2 separate regions of the Rattus norvegicus genome follow, and region 2 is linked to region 1. A link is a contact called in public Hi-C data. All regions are on one chromosome and are shown on one strand. The core of a region is the stretch at or near the end of the contact, and the rest is flanking DNA. Distances in the headings are between cores, read along the strand shown.

What was found. Hi-C and Micro-C count contacts between places; a contact is called where the count stands out from the background.
Region 2: a contact with region 1 is called in a Hi-C map of Schwann cells, with 6 times the contacts expected there. The contact joins the promoter of Sardh here to the promoter of Surf4 in region 1. A contact is called at or near these places in 3 of 12 Hi-C or Micro-C datasets (Schwann cells, frontal cortex and mammary epithelial cells).

What each region holds. Positions count from the first base shown.
Region 1 is chr3:30,657,389-30,660,643 of GRCr8, reverse strand. It overlaps Surf4 (surfeit 4), which reads left to right and starts at 1,349. Exons shown (of 6, transcript NM_001033868.1): 1 at 1,349-1,515. The coding sequence starts at 1,468. It overlaps Stkld1 (serine/threonine kinase-like domain containing 1), which reads right to left and starts at 741. Exons shown (of 19, transcript NM_001395744.1): 1 at 681-741. The coding sequence starts at 695.
Region 2 is chr3:30,969,791-30,973,012 of GRCr8, reverse strand. Sardh (sarcosine dehydrogenase) reads left to right here and starts at 1,356. Exons shown (of 21, transcript NM_053664.3): 1 at 1,356-1,488.

The DNA.
Region 1 (3,255 bases), core at 100-2,599:
ACTCTGGGGTCTGAGCCAGAGCTCATGTTTGAAGCCACACCTTCAGAACTAGTCTGCAAGCTAGATCTTATAAGATCAGTGCTGTCGGGTAGAGGGTGACTGAGCCTGAGGACTGAGGCTGCTGTCAGTGTGGGGAAAGCGACAAGATATGTAGGCAGTTCAGGAAGGATAGAATGCAGAGGATACAGGGAGTCTTTGGAGCCCAACCCCGGGTCAGTGAGCAGTGGATTTTTTTTTTTTCTTTAAACATTTCTGCCATCACAAGTGCATTTGCTTGGCTAACGCATCTAAAACCTTCTCTCAGAGAATGCTAGAAAAGAGAAGAGAAGTGAATGCGCGAAAGCGAAGCTTTTATAAACTGACTCTGACATTTAATAAATCTGATGTGTCAGGAAAAAAGCAATTTAAAAAAATCCACTCAGGTTTTTGGTTCTATGTTCTCCCTTTAAAGTCCCCCATACATGGAGGGAAGGGCACGTGCACCAGAGGTCAGAATGGGCGATTAGTCATCATTTTAGAGGGAAACTGAGGCCCTGGGAGGACTCGAAGGAGGACTCAGAGGAGGAAACTTGCGGGGATTATGGGGTCAACCTGTGATGGAAGATGGGCCTGGCTGTGTGAACCTCGGACTTGTCCTGCTACCTACGGACTCTGGGCCTTGGTTGGGGGCATCTCAGCACCTGATACTTTTCCATGGTATCTCGACAAGACAGCCTCACTGTCCCTCTGCGGGGCTAAGCCCTCGAGCCAGGCCGGTAGTCGAACCCTCGATTGAGCATGCTCGGTAGTGACTGCTCCGTGTGCCCACCCCACCTCCTCAGTCCCTCCACCTGACTTCCATAACCCTCAACCCGGGGCGTGTCTGCTTAGCACTTTGGCACGCACATGGCGTACTTGCTCTATGCCCCTTAAAGAAGCCAGAGAATAGGTCGCCGCGTACGGGACGAAGGGCGGGGCCCGGTGTGTTGGGCGGGGTGGGGGCGGGGCAGATTCTGTGATGACGCGGTAGGCGGAGCCTCAAGTACAACGGGCGGGAGACACAGGTGGCAGGAAGTCAACCAGCACGGTGGGCGGGACCTGCTGCTTGGTGTGGGTGTAAAGCGGTCAGTGCTTCGGGTTCTAGAGGCTAAAGGGCTAGGGGCGGTCCGTGGGGGATAGAGGGGGTGGGGCCTGGAGCGTGGGGGCGGGGTCTACTCGGGAAGGGCGCGCGGCGGAGGCGGGGCCTGCTCGTGACGGGCGGTGCGCCGGCGCCAGGCTCCTCGAGCGTGGCGGGCGGGGTCTGGAGCGTGAGGGCGCGCGGCAGGCGGGGCGGGGCGCGGCGGGAGGCGCGGCCCCTTTAAGGCTTGGCCTACGTGGCAGCCGCTAGAGCAGCCGCGGCTCAGCGAGGCCGGCCGCCGGGTACTTCCTGTGGAGGCCGCAGCAGGCGCGAGCGCCCAGGACCTGCCAGCTGAGCCTTCCGCCGCCGCCATGGGACAGAACGACCTGATGGGCACGGCCGAGGATTTCGCCGACCAGGTGCGGCCTGCCCCACAGCCCGCTGGCCATCACGGCCCCACGGACGCCCGCCCTCGCCGTCCTGCCCAGCTTCATGGAGAAATCCGAGGGAGGCTGGGCGGGGGGCGGCCAGGGAGGATCCCAGGGCCCGCGGTGCTGCTCTGTGCCCTCTGCCCTCTGAACTGCGGCGGCTCCTTGGGGACCTCTGGGGAAGGGGGTACTCTGTGCGCCCCGCTGCGTGGGGGCGTCCTCTGTCTAGGACCGTGCTGTCCCTCCCTCCTTCGCGTGGACTCTGCTCCGGTTGCCCGATCTGGGTCCACGCTGCCGAAGGAGAGGAGCCTGTCCCTTGACTCTCCTTCCCTAGTGTACAGGTGGCATGTGAACTGCAGGGAAGGCCTGGGATGAGTCTGGGCCCGAGCGACTAGCTGGGCAGGGTTAGAACCGGAGAGAGGCGCAGGTGGCACCACTTTTAAACATTAAGTTCGACACCGATGGGGTGGGAGTTGTGGAGTGTGAGCCTTTGAATTCTGAAATTGCCCCATTATGTCTGCGAAGTAGTAATATAGTCTGAACTAGCCCTGTAGGCTGAATGGTGCCGGGCCCACCCGCCAGCCTGTTTTGGTTCTTTTAGTGTGTTCGTGGCTGTCGGTGATACGAGTAGGCATTTCGTGGCCTAGAGAACTGGAAGGCTTGGGTGTGTGTGAGCATCTTCAAATGAACTGTGGTTCGAATGAGCTTCTCTACCTCTCCTTTTGAGGGGTGTCACCTCCCGTGTTCTCATTGGGTTCCGTTGAACCATTTTCCTGTGAGCTGATCTTTTTAAAGTCATTTTCACCCCTTTTGGAAAAGTTTCTAATGTCATGATTTTGCATTAAATACATAACTTTAAAATTGTAAAAAAGTTCTCAAGGACCAAGGTCTTCCTTATGTGATGGGTTTCATTGACATAATTCTCAGTGACCCAGTTTTATCTCCCTGAGTAGCAGCTCTCTAAGAAGATGGCTCCATAGCCAAGAGAAGTTTGTGAGCTGTTCACCTCAGGATCTTCAGCTGGAAAACCCTCCATTTTGCAAGTGGATTTCACAATTCGACCCAGATAAAATATCTCCAAGAAGCTGCCAACTATCGAATGATAGATTTCAACCAGAGGAAGAGTTCATTTTTTTTTATGAAGTCCTCCATGTACTTTGTTTTGATTTAAGTGCAAGAAGCCAAATCTGGGGACTGGACTGGCTTTTGTGGGGAATACAGTATCTACCTCCGCTAAGTAACTGATTTGGGCTCCTGGACTGGCCAGTGTCCACCACCCAGGAAAAAAACCCCCGGTCTCCTACTGCTTGGTGTCCAGGGCATCTCAGGTCTGGAGTCAGATTTCAGCTACACACCAGTGGAAAGATGCCAGGACTGCAGATGGCCTGCTGCTTAAAACCCAAAATTCCCAGTGAAGGTTCCCTCTTGCAGGGATTAGCCTCAGAGTCCACCTGGAAGGTAGCAAAGGACACCACATGAGCTTCTGAGATGTGACTCTTCTTCTGAACCAGTGTCAGGACCTTCTGTGCTTGTGAGCAGGCCTCAGGAAGCCTTCTGTGGCTTCAGGGTGACAGACCGGTCCTGGGATCTTTTGTGTTGGATATTCATCCGTACCCTCGAAAAGAAATCTGTCAGTGAGGACAGTGCTAACAGTCCAGCATTCTAAATGAAAGTGTCTAACGGTTAGGGAGTGCAGTGTTACCTCTAAGGTGTTGTCAGAGGGATGTTGCA
Region 2 (3,222 bases), core at 107-2,606, 310 kb before region 1:
AGGGTCTTAGGTATCTCTGGGTTCCCAAGAGCTAATTTGTATGCAGTAGGGTCTCAATAAATGTACGTGAGAGACAAGCTGGCAGCAAGGCGGAGAGATGGACAGCTCCACGCAAGTACAAGTATCTAGTTGTGACTTTGGACAGGGGTGGTGGCTAGAGTCTGGGACCAGTGGCTGGCCACCCCATCCCTTCCTGATCGGGTGCTGCTACGTGCTTAGTAGGACTGCCTATGAAATCTGTCTTTCTGCTCCTGCTGGGTACCAGGGACCATCTGGTACCAGTACCTACTCTGATTTTTGGACATCCAGAGGCTTTAAAACATACTGGTTCTTCTTGGATTCACTCAGGACATCTACTCATGCCAGGAATGGGCACACTGTCCTGGATACAGGCAGACTGTGGGCAGCTGCCTGACTTCCTCCATGGCCTGTCTGGTCCCAGGAGTGAGCAAGCTGGGGTTGGAAACACAGACGAGTGCCAAGATGATCTCACCAGGGGCTTCAGTTCAAGGCGGGATAGTTCTACCCACGAAGCCAACTATAGATTGAGCTGGCTTGGGGGAAGGGGAACCAAGGTAGGGAAGGTAGGGAAGGCAAGATGCCTGGGTCCACAGCAGTTTGGAGATCCCCGGGTTAGAGATGTGGAAGGAAATGTGAGAGCGAGGTCATCCGCAGAGCCGGGCTCCGTCTCACAGCGCTTCTCTGCTGGCCGGCCAGGAGAACTGCCCCCTTGGCAGCTGTCCCAGCTGGGCTGGCCAGGAAGCTGGGGTGGTGGGAGGTGCATTCCTGCCCCGGTTGTAGGCGGGACCAGCAGCAAGGGAGTGGGTGGCCTTTTCAGTTAGACCCAGATGCAGCTTGGGAAACAAGGGAGGGGCAGTGTCCTGACAGCCCCTTCATGGGCAGGTTGGTCGCCAGCTGGGACCTCCCTCTTCTTCTGGTTGAAGGACCATGGACTAGATGGGAAGGCCATGGATAAATGTGGGGGTGTAGGAGGGGGCTCCTTTATGGGAGGGCTCTGCACAGTGCCTTCCCCTCTTGGGTTCCCTTCTACCCCGTTGCTGTCTTAGAAAACAGCCCCGTGTCTGAGGCCTCAGGCCTGTGACTGAGCTCTCATTCCCTGTGTCCTGTGCCCTGGTCCTTGGGAAGCTGAGGGAGAGAGCTGCAGAGGCCAGAGGGCAGGTTAATGAAGCATCTGCTCTGAAGGAGGGGCACGCTGGGGGCCTGGCTGCCCCATCCCCCACCCCTGCCCTGACTAGCTGGGCTGGCAGAGAAGGAGCACGTGGCAGGTCCTCCAGCCAGCAGCATTGGCCTTGGGCACAGTTTGGAGAGGAAGGAGGTTCCTCTGGCAGGTATGCAGTGCCTGGCATGGTGTCCTGAGGTAGAGGCACTGCCTGGACTTGCAGAACCTCGATTGGGTCCATATCATGCTGACTTTTCCTTGCTAGGAATCTCCCAGGAGCTTCTGGAAAATCTAGGACGAAGACTAAGGTATGTATAGATTCCTGCTGAGGGGTTTCCTTCCTGTCTCATTCATGGAAGCCACAGAAAACTTGACAGCTGTCACTGTGGGGATGGGGATGGCTCAAGAGACTGCAGGGTAAGGGGGTCTCGCAGAGTGGGGTGCTGAGGTGGGTGGCTTGGCTCTGACCCACTCCTTCTCCTACTGTGCCAGTGAGGGTTCAGCGTGGACACGGTGCCGCAGTGGGTCCCAAGTCCTCATGCTGGGCGGGACCAGGGGAATATGTGGCTTTCAGATCACCGTGGGGTTTGTTCAGTGCAGCCATACAGAGGCCTGTGACCGAAGCTTCCCTTGCCTCAGTCTCTTTCCCTAAAACAGAGATGAGAGTCTCGGGCCTCAGACCAGTCTGTGCGGGTGAGTGACTGCACAGAGCTTGTCACCCACACTGGATTATGGAAGTGACTTTCTCAGTTAACTGGCTACTTGACAACAGTCATCGATACTAAGGAAGCCAGCCCCACTCAGCCAAAGCCTTGGCTTTCCCTGCTAATCCCAGGAACGGCATGAGCAATCCTCTGGAGGAGTCTTCCCCGTGCTGGGCAGGCAGGGGTCCTCTCTCCAGGAGATACTCTGGTCACCATCAGTCCTGGTAGACTTTTTTTGGGTGTGTGTGTGAGGGGGGGGGGGTCGGCTTGAGACAAGGTTTCTCTGTGTAGCCCTGGCTGTCCTGGAACTCTGTAGACCAGGCTGGCCTTGAACTCAGAGATCCGCCTGCCTCTCCCTCCCAAGTGCTGGGATCAAAGGCTGTGCTGTGTCACTAGTTGGTTTCCTGATAAACCCGTATTATTGCATTGATGAATAGGGAGATGGGATGGAGTGGGCTTTCTGAAGGAAGCTCTTGATGGTCCCTTAAGGGTAGCTGGGAGGACTATGGAGGGGACAGAGCAAAATGAGACCCCTTAGGCCAGTACCGAGTCCCCTCTGAAATCCAGAAGCCTGGGGCTGGGTATCTAGACACCTCAGCCTCCACTGGCTTTTATTGGGAACCCCTGAAGGAGAACTAGCTTATGTGGGGTTGGGTGGTACTGTCATGGGGGCTACCCTAGGCTCCTGTCCGGGTCCATTGCCAGCGCCTGTTTGGGGTTTTGGCCTCATTGCCTCCTCCACATGGCTACCCACCTCTGCCTGGATCCCCCTATGTGCAGGTGACCCCACCTATTCCCATCAATGTAGTCTTGGTTCCTCTGGGGCTGCAGTCCTTCTCTCCAGCCCCTGCTCAGCAGCCCTAGGGCCTTTCTCTACCTCGGAGCAGGACATGGCCTTCAAAATATCAGGAAGCTCTGACATGCTCTCACCAGGCCCTGGATGTTCTCATGCTGCCTGTGTCCCTAATGCTCCCGAGAGGACATTCAGTGCCCCTCTAAGGGCTCTTCTGCCTATCCCTCTATCCTCGGGTGCCCTCTCTCTCTGGATAAGCCCTCTTTCTTAGACATCATTTGGAATATCTCCCAGTTATGCCAACCCTACCTTTCTGACACCCACCCCCTACCTAAAGCTCTCTCCCCTGAGGCCAGCTAGAGCCTGCTGAAGAGGGGATGGGGGATGGGGGTGGGGGATGGGGAAGTGAATGAGTGAATGGGGAAATTGGTGAGTACATGAGTAAGTGAATGGGGGTGGGTTAGTGAATGAATGAATGGGAAAGTAGATGAGTGAATGGGGCAGTGAGTGGAGGAGTGAGTGAATGGGGGAGTGAATGAGTGAGT